7 separate regions of the Mus musculus genome follow, and all the other regions are linked to region 6. The links are chromatin contacts, called in public Hi-C, HiCAR-type and promoter capture Hi-C maps. All regions are on one chromosome and are shown on one strand. The core of a region is the stretch at or near the end of the contact, and the rest is flanking DNA. Distances in the headings are between cores, read along the strand shown.

The links. Promoter capture Hi-C pulls out the DNA fragments that hold promoters and counts their contacts. Hi-C and Micro-C count contacts between places; a contact is called where the count stands out from the background. HiCAR-type assays count read pairs that join an accessible place to other places. Capture Hi-C pulls out chosen DNA fragments and counts their contacts.
Region 1: a contact with region 6 is called in a promoter capture Hi-C map of neural stem cells. The contact joins the promoter of Mov10 here to the promoter of Rsbn1 in region 6. A contact is called at or near these places in 3 of 39 promoter capture datasets (liver, neural stem cells and pre-B cells).
Region 2: a contact with region 6 is called in a Hi-C map of the G1E-ER4 cell line, with 8 times the contacts expected there. The contact joins the promoter of Bcas2 here to the promoter of Rsbn1 in region 6. A contact is called at or near these places in 5 of 39 promoter capture datasets (the 3T3-L1 cell line, hippocampal neurons, liver and 1 more), 1 of 484 Hi-C or Micro-C datasets (the G1E-ER4 cell line) and 1 of 115 datasets of contacts at active chromatin or transcription factors (bone marrow-derived macrophages).
Region 3: a promoter capture Hi-C map of liver shows a contact between it and region 6, with 3 times the contacts expected there. The contact joins the promoter of Rhoc here to the promoter of Rsbn1 in region 6. A contact is called at or near these places in 5 of 39 promoter capture datasets (cranial neural crest, hippocampal neurons, liver and 1 more), 1 of 484 Hi-C or Micro-C datasets (CD4 T cells), 1 of 115 datasets of contacts at active chromatin or transcription factors (pancreatic cancer cells) and 1 of 9 other capture datasets (adipose tissue).
Region 4: a contact with region 6 is called in a promoter capture Hi-C map of liver, with 4 times the contacts expected there. The contact joins the promoter of Csde1 here to the promoter of Rsbn1 in region 6. A contact is called at or near these places in 3 of 39 promoter capture datasets (liver and pre-B cells) and 1 of 9 other capture datasets (liver).
Region 5: a contact with region 6 is called in a Hi-C map of rod photoreceptor, with 5 times the contacts expected there. The contact joins the enhancer-like site here to the promoter of Rsbn1 in region 6. A contact is called at or near these places in 8 of 39 promoter capture datasets (the 3T3-L1 cell line, the C10 cell line, the HPC-7 cell line and 4 more), 2 of 15 datasets of contacts at CTCF or cohesin (the NIH/3T3 cell line and large pre-B cells), 4 of 484 Hi-C or Micro-C datasets (B cells, embryonic stem cells, large pre-B cells and 1 more) and 7 of 115 datasets of contacts at active chromatin or transcription factors (the 230-238 cell line, embryonic hindbrain, embryonic stem cells and 3 more).
Region 7: a HiCAR-type map of astrocytes shows a contact between it and region 6, with 2.4 times the contacts expected there. The contact joins the promoter of Sike1 here to the promoter of Rsbn1 in region 6. A contact is called at or near these places in 1 of 115 datasets of contacts at active chromatin or transcription factors (astrocytes) and 2 of 9 other capture datasets (adipose tissue and liver).

What each region holds. Positions count from the first base shown.
Region 1 is chr3:104,816,929-104,819,628 of GRCm38.p6, reverse strand. Mov10 (Mov10 RISC complex RNA helicase) reads left to right here and starts at 1,324. Exons shown (of 20, transcript NM_008619.2): 1 at 1,324-1,693. The coding sequence starts at 1,557.
Region 2 is chr3:103,170,231-103,173,045 of GRCm38.p6, reverse strand. It overlaps Bcas2 (breast carcinoma amplified sequence 2), which reads right to left and starts at 1,391. Exons shown (of 7, transcript NM_026602.4): 1 at 1,181-1,391; 2 at 1,006-1,098. The coding sequence starts at 1,273.
Region 3 is chr3:104,787,611-104,790,363 of GRCm38.p6, reverse strand. Rhoc (ras homolog family member C) reads right to left here and starts at 1,330. Exons shown (of 5, transcript NM_007484.2): 1 at 1,281-1,330.
Region 4 is chr3:103,019,238-103,021,937 of GRCm38.p6, reverse strand. Csde1 (cold shock domain containing E1, RNA binding) reads right to left here and starts at 1,392. Exons shown (of 19, transcript NM_001161854.2): 1 at 1,269-1,392.
Region 5 is chr3:104,674,034-104,676,855 of GRCm38.p6, reverse strand. No RefSeq gene overlaps it. Among named protein-coding and RNA genes, the nearest start is that of Gm34548, 5.2 kb to the left of the region's middle. Within about 2 kb of position 1,510, at least 184 of the 459 cell types and tissues checked have an H3K27ac peak or open chromatin away from gene starts, as enhancers often do. A contact at or near this core is called in B cells, hippocampal neurons, liver and 3 more, where this site is marked.
Region 6 is chr3:103,912,772-103,915,471 of GRCm38.p6, reverse strand. It overlaps Rsbn1 (rosbin, round spermatid basic protein 1), which reads right to left and starts at 1,352. Exons shown (of 8, transcript NM_001356556.1): 1 at 319-1,352. The coding sequence starts at 1,021.
Region 7 is chr3:102,994,443-102,997,142 of GRCm38.p6, reverse strand. Sike1 (suppressor of IKBKE 1) reads right to left here and starts at 1,403. Exons shown (of 5, transcript NM_025679.3): 1 at 1,176-1,403; 2 at 882-987. The coding sequence starts at 1,334.

The DNA.
Region 1 (2,700 bases), core at 75-2,574, 900 kb before region 6:
AGGATTTTGAAATGATAAAGAATAGCAATTTTGTTTTTGAGACTGTCCTGCTGTGTAACCCAAAGTGGCTCAGACTCTTAGTAGACCTTCCTCAGACTCTCAAGAAGTGGGATTACAGGCTTGGACCACTGTGCCCCAAAACAACAGTACTTTTTAGAAGTCTATTATCTTCTCTGAGCCTGCATCATATAAAGTGGATGGGAAGGTCTGGAGGTGTTAAGCATCTGGCTACTCCTAGTTTTTCCCTCGAGTTTACATCAATTTCTAGGACGTAAGATTTCCCTGTTCCTGTAGTCTCCATTCCTGACTGCATAGCATACTCTTGGCTTAGGAGTAGTTAACCAAGGGGGAACTTGACCCTGTTCAGGGCATTCCCTACCCTGGGTTAGACTGTTGCTGCCTATAAGGAACCTTGGAGAACAGTAACTTTGATACATGTGGAATTCTGGTAGATTAAGCCTTTCTCACTTTCTCATTGTAGTGTGTATGGGGTTTGTTTGTTTTGGGTTTTGTTTTTGTTTTTTAGTTTCATTCCAGGGGATAAATAGGTGCAGAAGGCTTGTTTTACATTTGTTGTTATAGTAGCCCCACCCCTTAGTTTGCCTAAGCATATTGGTCTACTTCTTTTCCTGGTACTAATGTTGTCAGTGTTAACCATTTATTGCCTAGCACGCCTGGCTCTCTAGGTGCTAATGTTTTTTTGACTGGCTGGGCAATCATGATTTACTGCCAATAAGTAGTGAAGAGTAACACAAACCGAGTGCCCAAATGCATAGCTCAAGAGCAAGAATCTCCAACCTTGAAGTATTATGAAGCCTGTGTGACCCAGAAAAGCAAGGACTGGGTCTTGGCAGAAGCTCTTGTCCCTCTCTCCCACACGCACACCCCTTTATCTATAGAGACACTTGCTCTCCCTCCATCCATTCCCCACACACACACACACACACACACAACTTTGACTTCTGCCTTCCTCTGTATCAGAAAGCCAGAGGAGGGAGGGAATGGGGGAGGGGGCGTGCCGCTCGCTTCCGTACTGGTTTATGTCCCTGGCAGTCTGGGGGAGGTGCTGGACGAGCGGCCCCAGTCCAGCTGCAGCCGACCCATGTCCGGGGCTCTGCCCTTTGCTCTGCAGCTTTTCTATGTCCCGAGGCTCTGGAGAGTGGGCGTGGGAGTAGCCCTAGCTGAGGCTCCAAGGTCCTCCGGGCTGTTTAGGGGGCCCCAGGCGATATCCACGTTCGGATCCTGGCTCGCTGCCAGGGGAGGGAGCTCGGGGTAAGGGGAGGGCCCTGAGGGAGGGGTCAGACTCCTTAGGAAAGAGTTAATGTGAAGGGGGGGAGGGGATAGGACGAAGAGACCGAAAGGAAGGCTCAGGTAGGAGAAGGACGGAGGAGGGGAGGCAGTCGGGGAGAAGGTGGCTGGCCGGAGCAGACGTCAGAGGTAGGGGGCTTTTCCCCTTTGCACCCTCACCCCAGACCAGCCAACTCTAAACCGCGGCGGCGACTTTCAGTTTCATTTCCGCGGACCCTCCTGCCTGGGCCGCAGCCGCCGCCGCCGCGATGCCTAGCAAGTTCAGCTGCCGAAAGCTCCGGGAGACCGGCCAGAGGTTCGAGAGTTTTCTGGCCGAACGTGGACTGGACCTGGAGACAGATCGTGAGCGGCTGCGGACGATTTACAACCACGACTTCAAGCCCAGGTACGGGCCGGCCCACCACGGGCCCCAAGACGCGGGGCCAGCGCCCCGGGTGGTGGGGCCACCTTCCCGCCGCGGGTGCACAGGGATGCAGCCCGGGGCCGATCAGGCCGGTCCGGTCCTGGCAGACCTACTCCGTCGTCTGCCCACGCCCAGCCAGCGCCACCCGTAGCCCGCCCGCTCTGCACAGCCCAGCCCGGCGGGGAGGGGTCGGTGCCCACGCGCGGCTCGCGGTGGTCGGGGCTCGATGGTGGGGGAGGGGAGTCCCACAGGGAAGGCGCTGCAGGCGCGGGCCAAGCGGGGATCCCCGCCCCCTTGTTAAGGGAGGACTGCCTGCAGGGTCCACGCTGCGGGAGAGCTGAAGAGGCCCAGGGTAGGCGGGAGAATCTCGGGGAGCTTTAGGGAGAAAAGAACACAAACTGCGTAGGCAATCAAACCTCCCTTAGCACCTGTGGCTTCTCCATGGAGACTCGGGGCCAGGGACAGCCTCCTAGAGGCCCCTTTTCCCTATGGCTGAAGATATTTGGTTTCCTTTTCCTGTTACCACCCAAGTAAAAAAATCAAAGAGACTTCTGTCAAACCATAGACGAACACCTCTAGCAACAGGCTGCTGCTATGGATGGAAGCCGGAGAAGCAATTTAGCTGGGATGAGTGTAAAGAGGTGCACTAGTAAGCAGGGGAATGGGATTGGGCCTTAACAGATTTTGAGAGATTTGCCTTGCAACTGACCAAAATGCTAGTATGGGTGAGATATGGCTGCTGTTACGTGATTTGGGGCGAGTTTTAGACGGAATTAATAATGATAGTGTAGCTTGAGGCTAGGGGAGAAGGTAGGAGTCCGCGTTAACCAGAATATTACTGTTATTCATGAACATGTCTTAAAAGGAACATTAAAAGGGTTGAGTGGCTTCTTGAAATAGAGGCAAAGACCTGTATTATGCTCTACCCTGTGCTGGGTACTGTGGGAACACACAGATGAAAACTATGCAGTACGCAAGGTATGATATGC
Region 2 (2,815 bases), core at 142-2,641, 740 kb after region 6:
TATTCTTTAATTCCATATTCTGCCCAGGCATGAAAGGAGGTGGACATAGAAGAGTCCACCTCTCAAGGATTAACCCTAAACCAGCAGTTTTCAATGCCCTGTAGTCAGCCAGCTGTGGAACTCTGAAAACAGCTTTAATCCCAGCCCCACGTCACGTTGTAATTCACAACACACAACAGTCTTGAATCATTTCAGGAAGTCTCCGCTGCTGCATGACGAACTGACACAGTGTAAACTGTTTGGGTACAGTGTAAATGGTGAAGTCACATGATGTAACATGGACCAGAGCTTAGATCTGGGACTTGAGTTTTCAATTAATTTCTGGGTTAGTACTTTTTACTCTTGCCAAATTTCTTGCAGCTCCCACATCAGTTATGAAACCCCCACTGAGGAGTCACAACCCAGTTTAAAAACCTGGCATCTAGATCCGAAGTATCACACATCCCTGCGCATGGAGCAGTCTCCTTTCAGCCTGAAAGTGCTTCTAACAACATCTAAGTGGTGTTTTTTGGTTGCACTTGTAGAATAACCACTTAAAAACAGCATGCAGTTAGACATGCTTGTTCAGGCATTCATACACCTGTTAACTATCTGAGACTTGGTACAAAAGAATCTCCCTCCAGGGGTGGCAAAGAGTACAGGTACTTAAGATTATAAATATTAAAATCTCGTGAGTGATACCTGTTCTTGAGTGGACCTTAGAGAATAAAGGGCCCTTTTGTGAAATGTACCATGACTCTTCTACACACACACACACACACACACGGAGGTGCACACTATTAAACAAATCTGCAGAAACTAATGGAGCATTTCGCAGGTTCTTGTAGTACGAAGCCCGTGACATGCGCATCTGGCGGTTTCAAACCGACTCACACCTACATGGCACTCAGTACGAGCTGCAGGCACCAGCTAACTTGGAAGGTGGAGTTCACTTTACACAGCTAAAGCCCTCACTCCCGTATCAAAGTCCGCAAGCCTCCTGGCTTACTTCAAAGGCACACTTACTTCAAAGGCAGAATAATCCGGGGCCGTCAGGTAGCTCAGGTAGTTCTTGGTAGGTCGGTATCTGCGCGTCTCCTCCTCCACCAGGGCCGCCGCCTAAGAACGAGAACAGGCCAGGGTCGCGGCGGGAAAGGGCGGCGTGCCTTCGGCGGACCCGCCGCACATGACCCGCACTCACCGCTTCCCGCACGCCGGGTGCCTCATAGCCTTGGTCAAAATATGGTAGCGCATCTACCACCACCTCTCCGGCTACCAAGCCCGTGCCCGCCATCGCGCGGCACTAGGCTTCAAGAGCGCCTTCTGAGTCTGCGCAGCCTCGGTTCTAATTCCACTGCGCCTGCGCCTGGAATGACGTCACACACGCCGCTGCCTTTGGGGCTTCGATTCGGGCGCACGCGCAGTTGGTAATTATAGCCACTAGGCTCTAAGCCTAAGCATCACGTGCTGGCGTGCCGGGGTGCCTTTCTTTGTATGGGTGCCGTTTTTTTTTTTTTTTTTTTTGAAGGAGTGGGTAGGGCAGACTTCGGAAGAGGTGGTTGCTGGACTTGGCTGGAGGGGAGAAATATATTTTCCACATCCTTTAACCTTCCATTGTTTAGACTCACATAGTGCTGGGCTTCTAGCGCTCCCTTGCTTTATCCTCATTTCGCAGCCGGTCCCTTAAGAATGTTCTTTTATAGAAACTAGAAATGTGCGCCTATTTTCCAATTAAATTTTTAGATCCAACAACCTGAGGGGTGCGGCTCAATGGCAAAACCAGGTCAGTCCGCAGCACTGCAAACACCTCATCCCTTCCATGACTGTAATTATAACTATAAAATGCCTCATTTTAGAAGCTCTGCCTTGGAGTGGAGGCAACTCAGGGGAGAGCTAGAAGCCCAGAAAAAGGGAAACTCACAGGAATATGCTAGGGTGACCATAAGACTTGAAGCAACAGGGGATATAGGACCTGAAATGGCCACCTCCTGGAACCAGGCAAGACTTCCAATGGATTGATGGGGACACCAATCTACCCACAAAACCAAAATTTGTCCTGCTTACAAGATGTGTGGGGATAAAGATGGACTAGAAACTGAGGGGATGATCAAGGCCCAACTTGAGACTCATCCCATGAGAGCAAGCCCACCCCTGACACTATTAATGTTTTGCTACACTTCCAGACAGGAGAGGCTTCGCCCAACAGCTGCTGGAAACAGATGGAAAGATCCACAGCCAAACATTAGGCAGAGCTCTGGGAATCTTGTGGAAGAAGGGGAGGAAGGAATGAAGGAACCAGAAGGGTCAAGGACACCACAAAAAAAGCCATACAGAATCAACTAACCTGGTCCCGCAGGGGTTCACAGAGACTGATCCACCAACCAAAGAGGCTGCAATGGACAGTCCTGGATCCTTACACACATGTAACAGATATGCAGCTTCTGTGGGACCCCTAACAGCTGGAGCAGGGGCTGTCTCTGACTCTGCCTTTGGACCCCCTTCCCCTAACTGGGCAGCCTTGTCTAGCCTCAACAGAAGATAGGCCTAGTCTTACTGCAACTTGCTATGCCAAGGCTGATATCCACGGGAGGCCTCCCCTTCTCTGAGGAGAAAGGGAGAAGATGGGGAAAGGAGAGAAGAGAGGGAGTAGGAGGATAGGTGGGAGGGAAGGCTGTGATCAGATAAAATAATGAGAAAATCTTGCTATTTTTTGTCTTTAGGGCCTATACAAAACCCAATCATTTTTGCCTTTAGGATTTGTGGTAATAAAATATTACTCCACGTTGCCTCTCAACCCCTCAGGCTGTAGTTAGCATACATTCTTTGTAAAATATCT
Region 3 (2,753 bases), core at 81-2,580, 870 kb before region 6:
CGCTATGCTGCATATCTCCTTCAAAAATGAGGTCTGAGAGGTATATCCAGGTAACCCACAGGATTTCCTCCAACTTCCCCACCTACTCCCATTAATTCAACCAGTCTAGCTGTACACAGGCTGGCGGGGACAGCCCCAAGCCAGGGTGGGCAGTGTGGATGGAGCGTGATCCCTAGGACACTTAAACACTAGTCACATCCCCATGCGTGAGCCCCGGCTGTCCCACAGCAGCAAGGCGGCTGAGCATCTGATGGTGGGAGGCAGAGGCCGGAACTTCGTGGCTGTGTTAGAGCCTCCAGCTCCGAAGACTTTGCATCTAGGCTCTGCTTAGGCCAGAATAATTGGGGACTCAGGCCAAGCCGGGACATTAGGCCGAAGGCCAACATGGCATGGATGGCCTGGCTAACACTCCCTGTGAAAGGCGGCTCCAGCGGAACTGCCCCACTAACCCTAAGAGAGACAACGAAAACTTCACCCAGGGCCGGGAGAGGGGTCTGGAACTTCTGGGACCTTCCCTAGGACAAGCCACTAGCCTTCCTTATTCTCTTGATTTCCCAGGTGATCCAACAGGCCTTTGTACTCTGCTCCCCCCGAGATCTAGGCGAGGAATCACTCTTCGGGCAACACCTTTTCCTTAACTTTAAAGCCAGAAGTCAAGGAAGAGCTGGACTCCAGCTTTCAGCCCAATTCCCTAACACTCCCTAACTTCCCAAGAGGGTACGAGGAAGAGTTGGGGATTGGGGTGTTTTGTTCTTCCCCACCCCCCTTCACTCTCAGACACATATACACAACACAGGAGCGGGATCTTTCCTAGTCTTCTCAACCTCTCAGCTCAGATCAGCTCCAAAACCCGTCTAGGGCGGCGTCCAGACCCGCCAAGCAGTAGCAGCCTCCAGTGGTCACATCCCATCCCTATTCCCGCCATTCCCCATCCCAGGCCAGAACTCCCACCCCTAGCCAGCCTGAGGCCCTGTTTCTTACTCCCTGCCCGGAACTGGAGCGTCTGGGTTGAGTCGCTCACGGAGATCTAAGTGTGTCCCTGGCCCAGCTAGGGAGGTCCAGAAAGGAAAGACTCAGAAAGGGAAGGACTCTGGGCTCTGGTTCGAGAGCTTGGAAGGCTAGAGCGCCTGGCCCACAGCTTGGGGCGCTCTCTCTTGCCTGGCCCGGAACACCCCCCGCCCCCCAAGCCGCTCCCGGAGCGATCCGGGAATCGGGAAAGTGCTCTCCTCCGAGGTCAGTTCCCACGACGCCTCGCCACCCACCAGCTGGGGCCCCGGTACCTTGGGCTCCACCGCCTCCAGCTGCGCGGCCAGTGCCGGAGGCTGAGACTGACCCGGGCCCCGCCCCACTCTCCAGCACCGCTCTGGGGCGGGTCCATCAAGGGAAGGGGGGGGGGGTCGACGGGGGCGGCCCTTAGCTTGGCCCGCCTCCGCTCCCGGCCCCGGGCGGCCGCAGGTCACCCCGGCTGAGGACCCGGCAAGGGGCGTAGGGCTGGCTGGAGCTGGAGGAACTGTGCCCGGAGATGTCTGGATTGCTGGGTGGTGAGCGGGCGGGTGGGACCCCGGATAACTCGGCCTCTGCCCCACTTCCAACCCGTGGGGGGCGGACCAGCTTCGGGAAAGTTGAGCGGCTTCCAGGGTGGGGTCAGCGAGGGCCACTGCTGCCCTCGCGTGGCCATCCAGACCTCGAAGCTCCAGTATTTCCTACACCCTACCCGTGACCGAGGGGATGGGTTATACAGAAGCTGCCCACTCTCTTATCCAGGAATCACTGCAGTAAGTGCAACGTGACGCTATCCAGAGCCCTGGAGACCTTTTGTGATCTGCAGTCCCCAGCCACCATCGCCTTAAAAGTCCCTTCCTTCCTTCGCTGGGAATTTCCCGACGTCCTGTTAAGAGCACACTCCTGGAAGTGCTGCCGTGTCCTCAGCTGGAAACTGACCTCACACTCCTATTGTATTGTTGTGCTGTTGATCCCAATCTGAGGTGTTACTTACCTGATCCTGTATCTCCTTCCTTATAAAGAGCCAAAGAAATGGGTGTATAAGGAAATCTACCAATGCTTTATTTACTAGTGCTGGATACTTTAAACACACAGGTCTCTAACTCTGGAATAAGTTCACCCATACCCGTTCCCTTTTGCCTGTAAAGAAAATGAAGCCCAGAGAAGTGGTTTCTCACTATTTGTGACAGCAGGAATTTCCAGTGAGGTGAGCCACGATGACACACAAGAAGCAAAGGCAGATGGATCTCTATGAGTTAATTCCAGGCCATCCTGGGCTACAAAAACTAAATCAGTCAAATTTACAAGCAGGCCTGTGAGGCACCCAGGCAGGTGCTGGCTGCCTGCTGCCTGCCATGCTCCCCCTCCTACCTGCCCTCTGTACCATTCAACCAAACTCTGCTCGTCATAGGTTTCAACAAGTATTTCCCAGAATAAATGTATGTCATATGGAGTCTACTGCAGGTGCAGCTGGCCGGGTGGTTCATGCCTGTCATCTCAGCACTCCCGAGGGGGCAGAGTTACCACAAATTCCAGGCCAACATAGGCTGTGGAGTGAAGCTGTCTCAAATCCAGGCAGACAACATACGTAGACACTCACTCAGGATTGGAAGCATGGACCATACATTTGATAAATCATATAACTGAGGTGAAGGGTGTTTTGTCCACCAGGCCTCTGAATTCATTCAGTAAACATTGGTTGAATGTGAACTGAAAACTATGTACTAACCATGAAACTCTGCCTTCAGATA
Region 4 (2,700 bases), core at 143-2,642, 890 kb after region 6:
AGTTTTGTGAACTAGAAGTTCACATCAGCCTAACATAATGTCCAAACTCAACTACAATCTTTAAACATCCTTAGTTCCTTTCTGCCCGTCCTCCTCAACTGCTTAAACAGCACTATCTTTTTGCTCATTTTAGTTGCAGAACAAGGAAACTAAGTGGTTTAATAATGTTCAGAATGTTTTCTGCAGTGGAAAGTGTTAAGGAGTACTCCCTGCTCACCTGTGAGTCAGGTTGGAGACCAGCCACAAAGGTGTTTCTAAGGTTAACTCTTTAAAGCAAAAGAACCGGGGCACTAAGATTGGGTATGGTTGAAACGTTCGACGGTCAAATCTTCCAATTTAATTTGCTCTCCGACTGGGGCTCTCACACTAGATAGATACATGACAAAGCCAAGCCATTCATTGCACAATGTAGGCCAGCGCTTGCACCACGGAGGGAGGGCATCACGGAACTCTCCTAACGCATGCCATTTACCCCAGACAGAAAGGTGGGAGACACGTGCCTAGAACGGGGCCCGACTCCTTTTTCAAATGCCAAAGGACAGTTAGGTGTGGAGACCCAGCCACAAGAGAATGTGAGTAAAGGTGTCAATTCCGCCGCGCTAGGGTCAGATGTGGCTGAGGGAACAGAGGTGTCCCGCAGCACTTTCCCTAGATGGAACAGGGTCTCAACCCACACACAAAGAAGGCGCCACTGCCGCACTGCGCTCTGGTAGTCGTAGTAGTATCCCCAAAGCCAGTGACGGCCAAGACAGACAAGGTCCCGAAAAAAAGAACAGGCCCTTCTCCCCGGCCTCTTCCAGCTGCACACAAAGGACCGCGCCACCACCCCCTCACCCCTCCCGCCGGGACTTGTAGTTCCCTTTCCCCCGCCAAGCCGCAGAGGGGGAAGAGGACGGACTACAGCTCCCGGCAGCCTTCGCGCCCGAGCCCCGCACCCTCTGCCTCCATCTTGGCTGCGGTCGGAGTTTCCATTTTCGCTCCCTCCCCCCACTTCAGTCACCGACACCGACACCGACACCGCCGCTACCCGCACCCCCTGGCCTCACCTCCTCACTAAGGCTTCGCGGCCGGCCCTGAGGCCGAGACGGTTGAAGCCAGGGTGAAAAAGGGACGCCTGGAGTAGGAACTCACACTGAACTCTCCTCCATCCGGAATTCTAGGAGTGCCCACTCTGACACTCAGAGGTCCCTCCCGTTAACCTGAGTCTCCTCAGCTGTCTTTAACCTGGCTCGTTGCTACCCCCACTTTAACACTGAGGTCGTACTCACCCCAACAGCTCAGCGCCCCCTCTCCAGCGCCGCCATAAGCAGCACGGCCCGGTACGTAGGAATAAATCTCGCTTCTCTCGCGAGAGTTGCAGGCTCCGAGCGCGTGCACGGGAAGGTGGGGGGAGCGTGCTCTTAGTACGCTTGCGCGCGAGGGCTGAGTGACGCCAGCCGCTGACCTGCGTTTAGCCACACGCAAGCCGGTGACTCTTCTTCTCTACGTTCGCCCCTGGGTAGTGCCAGAAGCAATCTCTGCGTTTAGTGACTCTGCTGCGACGCTGGGGGCGGGGCGAAGGGTGAATTTAGGCGTTCACCCGGTGTTCGCGAGCCCGAAAGCTTTCAGCGACGAGGCTTGAGTAGGAAGGCCTTATGAAGTAGGAACAGTTCTGAGGGCAGATCCGGGAGTGTCGTGAATAAAAAGATTTCACTTTCCTCAGCCATAATCCAGGAGTCCAAATCGCAGTTTCTCTTTAGTCACGGGACAGGCTTTCTCCTGTCTCCTACATTAGAAGGGATTTCATTGCTTTAGAGAAAAGTTTTTAACAAAGTAATTTGTAAAGCTTTTGTCTTCCAGAAACTACATTGCTTGCGACAGACAAAAATAAGCGAGGCTGTATTATCAATAAAATCTAAAATTCCCCAAACCACTTTAACTGTCCGTTTCAGTTACCAGAAGATTTTTGTAGTGTGTCAGTCTGAATAAGTATTTAAAAGGCTGAAAGCAGGCTAAAAGCATAATTCACCTGACTGGAGTAGAGGAGTGGAATGGTTAGATCTAACCATTGCAAAGTTATTTAGGCTGCCCTGTCAATAATCTAGAAAACAATTACTTTACTTTTACTATCTTGTTGGTTTTTTATTTTTGTTTGTTTTTTGAGACAGGGTCTCACATGTAGCACATGCTGCCCTGGAACTCTGGGAAATCTGCCTGCTTCAGCCTAGTGGGATTAAAAGTGTGGACAACCATGCCCAACTTCAGTGGTCCTCTTAACCATTTTGGGTAAAGGGTAGCTCCCTGAGGACACTCCCATCTATTTCCTGCTTCTGTGGGAGAGGAGAACATTCTCATCCTGGTGTACTTTCCTTGCGGGGGAGAGACAGGGACTCACCCAGAACTTGCTGTGTAGATCTAGCTGGCCTAGAACTCATGAGATACCCCCCCCCCTTCTCCTGGCCTGGCATTAAAGGGGCGTGCCACCACAACCTGCCAAGTGTACTTCTTACCCATACTTTCAGTTGGTTATTCAGAGAAACTGCAGACCTCTGTAGACATAGGTAGGGCTTTCAGGGGAACAAATTACATGTAATAAAATAAAATAAGCAACAAATATGAATATTGTCCCCCCACTCTGTGTGTGTGTGTGTGTGTGTGTGTGTGTGTATTGGAGACCCCAGTATTGGAAAAGCCAGAGCCATGAGATACCTGCAAAGCTGA
Region 5 (2,822 bases), core at 261-2,760, 760 kb before region 6:
CAATAAACTTAATCATAGGCCTTTTATTTGTGGTTCATGAGTCACAACAACACATCCTGGAGTTTGCCTTATAGAAAAGGGGTCTGAAGAAGTAGAAACAAAATGAAAAGCAGATTTGCTTGAGGCAGCAGGGTGGGGGGTGGATGGGTGGGGGGTGGGTGGGGGTGCTGTGGGGGGGGGGGTGTTCAATGCCAACAGCAGAAGAGTGACTAAGACTCTGATATGAGTTCAGTTCCCAGCATCAAATAATCAATCAGCCAATCAAAAGGTGGCACTCTTTAAATCCCAGAACTCTGGAGGTAAAGGTAGGTAGATCTCTGTTAGTTCCAAGCTGGCCAGGGCTGCTGCATCGTGAGACCATCTCAAAAACAAAAACAAAAACAAAAAAACAACAAAAACTCACATAGAAGCCGGGCGTGGTGGCGCATGCCTTTAATCCCAGCACTCGGGAGGCAGAGGCAGGCGGATTTCTGAGTTCAAGGCCAGCCTGGTATACAAAGTGAGTTCCAGGACAGCCAGGGCTATACAGAGAAACCCTTTCTCAAAAAACAAAAAGACAAAACAAACAAACCAACAAACAAAAAACAAAAAAACCTCACAAAGATAGGTTAACTGGGCTTGTACAGGTTAGCCCAAAGGGGATTTCCTATTCATAACAGCTAAACTGGCTTACTTGGAATTACAGCTATTTCTCTTTTTGCCATCATCATCATCGTCACTATCATCAGTGAAGGTTGGTAAACAACCTGGTTTTGGCTCCACTAAGCATGATTGACTTATCTTTGCCTTAGCTATGTGCCCAGTACCAATAGCCTCCCATAAATCTTAACGCTTGAAAGTCAGCTCGCATTCCCTCCGGTGGATAAATTGTCAAAGCCCAGTTGATGATGGGTGACTCTGGTTTTCTTGCGAACTTACTCTGGTTTTGTAATTTTGTTTTTGTTTTCCTTTCTTTCACTTCCTAGACGAAGCCCTTTCAGAGTGGGCAGGGAGACAGACACATGAGGAAATTCACTTCAGCAGGGCATCTGCTAAGCGTGGCAGGATTCCTGCTCCAGACTCTCAAAGCCTCCTATTAATGGAAAGAGCAGGTTAACCTGGTCTGACCGACAGGAAGCCACCGTACAGGAATAGGTGGAGTTCTGACATCCGGTGGGGACAGCTGGGGGGAGCGGATGGGGGAGGGGACACCTAGGTGTGCCAGGGGAGCCGAGGTAAAGCTAAGGTCCAGGGGGCCAGCGTGCTGGGTGGCTATGGGCCACACGAGGGCGCCGCACACTGCCACGTAAGGGCCTGAACTGTCTCTACGGAGCTATGTCGGAGAAAAGGCTTTGATGGGAAAGAGGGTGGGCGGAGACCATCCTGGGTGTCCAGCGACGGGCCCCTCTCTTGTTCCTTGAAGGTCGGCGTGAGGTCTCCCTGGACTTGGAACAGCCGCTGTTCAGGTCCTGAGGAATTAACGCCTCTGTAGATCAGGTCCAGCTGTGTGTAGGAGGGAGGATGTTTGCGGTCACTGGGGTGTGTTGTGTTAGGAATGACCGCAGTACTGGGGTGTGAGGGTGGGTGCGTGGATTTCTCCAGAGGTGTAGGTGGGAGGGAGTAGACAGTTTCTACTCCCAGGGGGCTGGCGCTAGTGTCTTCTAGGAGCAGCACTTAAGGCAAGATGTAGACCCCATTAGAATCAGACGATCTTCCCATCAGAGGAAGTCCCCCATTTGGAAACAGTCAGGATGAATGGTTGCTTTAGCTTGGCCAAGCTGCTGGGGTAAACGCCTCAAGCAGAAGCTGCATCAAAGCCTGGAGCCTGTCCAGCCATGCAGCTCAAGCACCCGGTGTCACCGAGATTTGTCCAGGGGGCACAGTGGAGATCTTGTGACCCAGGAAATAGCACTGGTCTTAGTTTAGATCAGGACATTTCCCCCTGAAAGCTGCGTGGGACAGTGGCTTGGAGCCCAGATTGGGGGGGGGGGGGAGGGATGGGAGGGGCAGCTGGAGGCTTCTGCCCACTCTCACCTTTGTCACCCAATAGCTACTTCACATGAGTCAGCTCTGCAGGCTGTACCCTGGCCTGAAGGCTCAGCCTGGGATTTGAAGGCATTAGAGTTGGTAGAAATTAACCCCCAGGATGTGAGCTTCGGGCTCGTAGGCTGAGGCTCTAGCAAGGGAAGAGGACATCCTGAGGACTGGGTGTAAGCAAGCAGAAACACGGGGAGCCTAGGCAATGCCCAGGAGGACTGCAATGGGCCAGGGAACACCAGGAAGGGTCAGTGTGAACCCAGGACTCTTGAGAACTCCAGTCGCTTCCTCTCTGCGGATCCAGACACCTCTACCATCCAGCCCCGCCCAGGCAGCTGCAATTCCTCAGCCAAATGACCCGAGACAAGAGTAAGAGGAAAACAGCTTTCTGAGCCTGCCTCTAGGGGAAAGAAGGACTATAAGAAGCAGGGATCCAGGACACAAGGTCACCGGGAAGCAGTCATGAATGTCAGGCGTGAAGGGGTGGAGATTTCAGGTCAGGGAGCTAAGGGTACACAGCTCAGTGACAGCATTTGCTTAAGAGGCCCTGGCGACAGGGTTCAGGCCTCACTACTGGAAAAAAGATTTTTCTTAGCTTATGCACAAATGGTCACGTGACATTGATAAGCAAGAGTGACTTAACCCAACACAACTCCAGTTTCACCAGCTGCAAAACTACCCTGAGGTGTTTGCAAATTTAGGAGTAAGGTAGGTAAAGGCATGCCCGTCAGGGCATGGTGATGATGGCTCACACCAGTAATCCCAGCACTTGAGAGGGTAAGGTAGAACCAATGTGGGTTTGAGAC
Region 6 (2,700 bases), core at 103-2,602:
TGACAAGCCTTTACTTCAGAAAGGGAGGTTTTAGTACCCCACCTACTAATCCGATGCCAAGCACTGCGCGGCGCGGAAACCCTGCCGAATTTGAAAATAAATGTTGCAAAGGCTCCGGGGGAACTGCAAACAGGGATGGAAACTGACAGCTCGGCCTCAGAGAGAAGCCTCAAGTAGGTCAAACTGTGGCAACCGCCTGCAATCCCGAGTCCACTCCAGTGGGCTCAGGGGAGTAGAGCGGCGTCTTTCAGTCCTAAAGGGGCGGGATATGGGCACTGAGACCTACAGCCCGAGCCCCAGCGGTTCGCCTGCTCTCACCTCTCTTGGGGGCCTTGATCAGAGGCACCCCTCCGCTCCTTTCGCCGTTTTCCTGCTTGTCCTTGTGCTTGAGATCGCCCGGAACGCAGGCGCCGGGGTCACCATCGGAGCCGCGGTGGTGATGGTGCTTGTGCCGCTCCTTGTGGCCCTTATGCTTGGGCCCGGCCGCGCTCACCGTCAGAGGCGAGAAGGTGAAGAGGGCCGAGGTGCCCGGGGCCGGGAGCGGGGCAGCGACAGTGGGCCCGGCGGGTGCCAGCGACGGTGGCGGCGGAGGCGGCAGGAGCAGAGGTTCAACAGGGCCCGGGACGGTTGGGGCGGCATTCGTTGGAGGCAGCGGCCCGGGATGTTGGCGGCTACGACGCCGCCGATGAGGGGGAGCGAGAGGGGGGTCCTGGCTCGGCCGCCCCCGCTTCTCCTGAGAACCCCCGCTGCTCGCCCGGCGCTGCCGCTTCACTCCCCGCGGCGAAACCCCAACATGGGGTTTCTCCTTCCCTTCTTTGTCCGGCTCCTCCTGCGCCGCCACCGCCCGTACTACGCGAACCGCTCCGACCTGCGCAGCCATTTCACCCACAAACACACATTTAAATGGCCCGACCGCCCCCCCGTCCGCGGTTCGCGCAAGCGCTGCCCGCGCATGGCCCGCTGGGCATTGGAGTCTCTCCCCCACCCTCCACTGATCGGTCGTTCTCGTAGACCTGAACATGCCGGAAACGGCAGTTCCGACACCTCTCCGCAGACCTCGCCAACCGAGCTTCTATTGTAAAGCACCCTGGACGCGCAAGGCCTTGCGGGAGTTGTAGTTCCACCGCCCTTCGCGTTCTTCCCCCTCCCCCTCCGCCCCCACTTTGCTCTCTGAGTGGAGGAGCGGAGGGGAGCGTGCGCCTAGGCACGCTTCGGGGTGCCACGCAACTGCCGCCCTCCGGCGAGTTGCCGCCAACCGCCCTAACCGCCCAAACAATGTTAATAGCTTTCAGAGTCTCGCCGTGTGTTCAGGCGCTCCACTTCCAGTGTTCCTCCTTCATCTTGCCCGGAGGTGGTCTCCATAGTGACTTTTCAATTTCGTATTTCTCCCCATAGCCTTTGTGAGGTAAAAGAATCTCCAGTTTACCCTTGACAAACCAGGAGGAAAAGAATTTCGGAATATGTAAAACGACGGTTTCGCTGTAGAACATTGTAAAGCTGCTATTCAGAAAAGAAAAAAAAAATTTTTTTGAAGCATTTCCTATAGCACTGCTGTGGCGACCGCTGCAGGCTCAAGGCAGGTGCAAATGTTGCCTTAGGCGTTCCCTGAGCGCAGCTCCGCCTTGCCAGAGTCACTTTTCCCTCCAATTCTTGGAAAGGTAGAATCCAGCATTTTTGTTGAACATACAGCTATAGTTAACAACAAAAAAAAATGTCTCGATAGAAATTTTTAATTTTTTTTCAACCCATACATATAAATTTGCAAATGTGAAAAGCGCTGTCAACCTGACACTGTTCGCCAGGAGATGGTGTTTACTCAGAAATCCGTTTTGAGTTTCATTACTTTAGCTTTTTACCTAGAATTGCATTTAAGTCCTTGAGAAAGCTATTTGGAAATAACCGACTACAATGATGTACTAGGCATATAAAAGACACTGTGGTTTAACACCACTAGTTCCCAGAGAAGTAACTTAGGCTGAGTGAACTTCTGTAATAAAAGTTATCGTTTAAAATAGAGAAGTTCTTGAACACCTACTGGGTATACATTGTACTACAATAAACAAGTAACAATACAGGTCAATTTGCCCTAGCATTTGGGTTTCCCAACAAAAAGTATTAAAGCGCAAATAATACTGTTGCTAGGCTGTATTTTCATAAGTAAAAATATTAAACTGATAGGGAAAGTAAAGCCAACCCTTTACAATAATAAAGAGCCATTAAATTATTTACTGTATAAAACTAGATTTGAAATATAATTTACTTAGAAGAATCCATAGTCATATAGAAATACATTTTCAAATCACCAGTACCTTTAAATGGTTGTGAACATAAATTCGTTTTATGTGGACACGTTTATCTATAGGGCCTTTTCTATGAAGAACACACTATCAAAAAAGAAAGTTAAAGTGCTAACAAAAAGTAACCGCTGTTGATTTTTTTTTCTTGAATTGGTAAGTGAATAACTGGGTAAACATACATACAGTTGGACACCTCATAGCAATACAGAAGTGATCACTGCCGTTATTTGTACATCATCTTTCCTTCTTTTACGCAACAATTGGGGAAATTGAGGAGATACACTCCGTTTAGACATTTAGTCATTTTCACAAGCAGTACTGCAAGCACAAAGGAAGGAGTGCTTTGTTTTCTAACTAAAACCTTTAGTCAGTCGTGATGGAGCACGCTTGCAATAGCAGCGGT
Region 7 (2,700 bases), core at 154-2,653, 920 kb after region 6:
AATCCAAAGTTGGAAATCAGTATTCAAGCCCACAGACGTGAACAGTGTACCTGAAAACCAACTCTCTAGGCAGTAGAGTCTTGTGCAAATAAAATGGGACGTGTAATCACGAGGCACGGATTTGAATTCAGTTTTCTAATTGACTTCTCAGAAGCAAAAATGAGCTCATTAAAATTAAAAAAAAAAAACTACATTTTGTTGATTTGTGTGAACCACGGCACATGTCGGGTCAGAGAAGAACCCCCAGGAGTCAGTTCTCTCCTTAAACCACGTAGGCCCTTGGAATGGCCTCAGATCCTCCAGCTTGGCAGTTCAGGCCTTCTGGCTGGTTCCAACTGGTGTCTGTGAACCTGTTTCTTAGCTGCATTGTGTAAATACTTGGTCAGGGGCATAGAGTGGAATGGCAGATGTAAAAGGGCTCCATCAGACAACTACCATCCTGCTGTCATCAACAACCCTAAGACTATGTATTTGGGGGACGAAGTTCTAGCCTTCCATCTTGCACAGGAACATTAAAGAAACGTCGATCTTAACTTTAGTGTTCACTCTAATATCGAAATGTTACATTTGGAGACTATGAACTTTAGTTATAGAAGCCTCCATTTGGTATGTGGTCACTCCCCAGCCATCTAACAATTCAACTCTGCTAAACTACTGAATACATCTTTCAAGGTCATCAACCAGGAAGACTTTTAAAAGAGCAATCTAACAGATTTTACTGTTACCAGTTGACCCTTGAAGCACTGATCTAAATATATGTATGCGATGTGCACGCTTGTGAACTGTTCAGGCACTTGTGTAAGAATGTCCAAAGTAGTATTACCAGAAAAAAAAAATCCTAGACACACACACACACACACACACACACACGCCTGACTAACCTCTGTTTTCCTGCTGTAAGTCTCTAATCTGGGTATTCTCTTGAGACAGCAGAATGTGAGGTTTATATTTAGACATGTCCTTCACGTCGGATGCATCCTCTTGATACTGGACAGAAAGACAGACTAAGGCACTGTAAACATGGGCAGGTGCTGCGGAGGAGGCAGCAGTCCCACCCACGACACAGGAAGCTCACACATCCGCCCTGCCCTCCAGACCAAGATAAATCAGGCCGCGCGACCCCACCCACCCGCCCGCAGCGTCCACCCCTGGGCGCGGCTCGGCCCCCGGCCGACCTGCTCGGGTAACACGGCGCCCGCCTCCCGCATCGCCGCCACCCGCCGGTGCAGCGCAGCCGACTGGTCCACCAGCGACTCGGCCGCCGCATCGTGCTCGCGCAGCCGCTCCAGCAGCGTCTTGGCGTCCGTCAAGATCTTCTCGATCGTGCAGCTCATAGTGGCCGAGGAGGCGCGCCGGGCCCGCTAGCCTAGGCGCTTCGCTCAGACCTTACCCGGCCCTGGCTCAGCGCGAATCGCGTCACTTCCGGGTGCACTTTAAAGGCGTGGTGGCATCTCGGTCGGCGCCTGCGCAGAGGTGGACTCTTGGTTACCCTCAGGCTTCGCCACAGCCTTAGCCTTTCTAGGGTGGAGCAGCAGAGGTCGGATTGGTGCCACATCCTGGTTTTTCACGAAGTTATTTCTGTTCCGGTCTTAGTTCAACTTTTCTTCTGGTTTTGATTGATGTAGTTTGTTATTTAGTAATGGGATTGTAACAAACTGATGAAACAGATACTCACCCCCAATAAGTGGTAAAATACACCGGAACCTCTCCTTTCCTCCCTCCCTCCTTCCATTTCTTCTCTTCTTTCTCCTCACCTCCCCCTTTTCCTTTTTTCCTTCCCTCCCTTCTTCCTTTAAACGGTGAGCAGTGTCTGGGAATGACATCTGAGGTTGTCCTTTGACTTCCACAACTGCACTTGTGTATGCAATCAGTTAGATGCACACGCGTGTGCACATACACAAAGGAAAATCTTTCCTTAGTGCAATGTTGGAAGCCTTTTGATTTGGGAGCTATTCTGCTATTCTACAGCACTATGGCTGACTGTGTTTAACGAGTACGGTGGCTGACAGGGAATTCTTTCCTAAAATATTTTTGTCCAAAAGAGTCTAGGACAGTAGAATAGTAGTAATGCTGTGTTTTAAAGAATCATTTTCCCTGTCCTACAGTCTCTTTTATCTTGAGTTCAGATGTAAAGTTTAGAAACACGTGATGTTTGGTGTACTTTTGTGATTTGGGGAAATGCCTATTGTAAAAATTTTACACTTACAAAACTGTGTTAAGAGGTTGCCTCTGGGAAGATGAAATAATTTTCATTCGGAAGGAAAACAACTTTGGGAAAACAGAATAATAGCCTCGAATAAGTTTACAACAAAGACCAGGATATATTTGCAAACGTTTTGTGAGGAGCGTTTCCCAGGACTCTTAGAAATACTTGAGGAGTACACAACCCCCTTGAAGTCACACAGGATGAGGGCTCAGATTATGTGAGCTGGACATTAAGGGGTAAAGATCCCCTCAGTTCTGGAGAAATTGGGGGACACTTGAAGGTTGTACTGGTAGCCCAAATAAACTTACCTAAGGCATGTGGGCATAGGTTAGGACATTAGGAAGGGCTGAAGTGGGGACAAGTTTTCGGTTGCCAGCAGTATAAGTCTCAGGTGAGAAGGGAGGGGCCTCTCCTGATGCTCCCAGCCACCGTGCATGAGAATACCCAACTGTGAACAGGCTAGTTTATTTGTTTCTAACATTTCACTTAGTTTC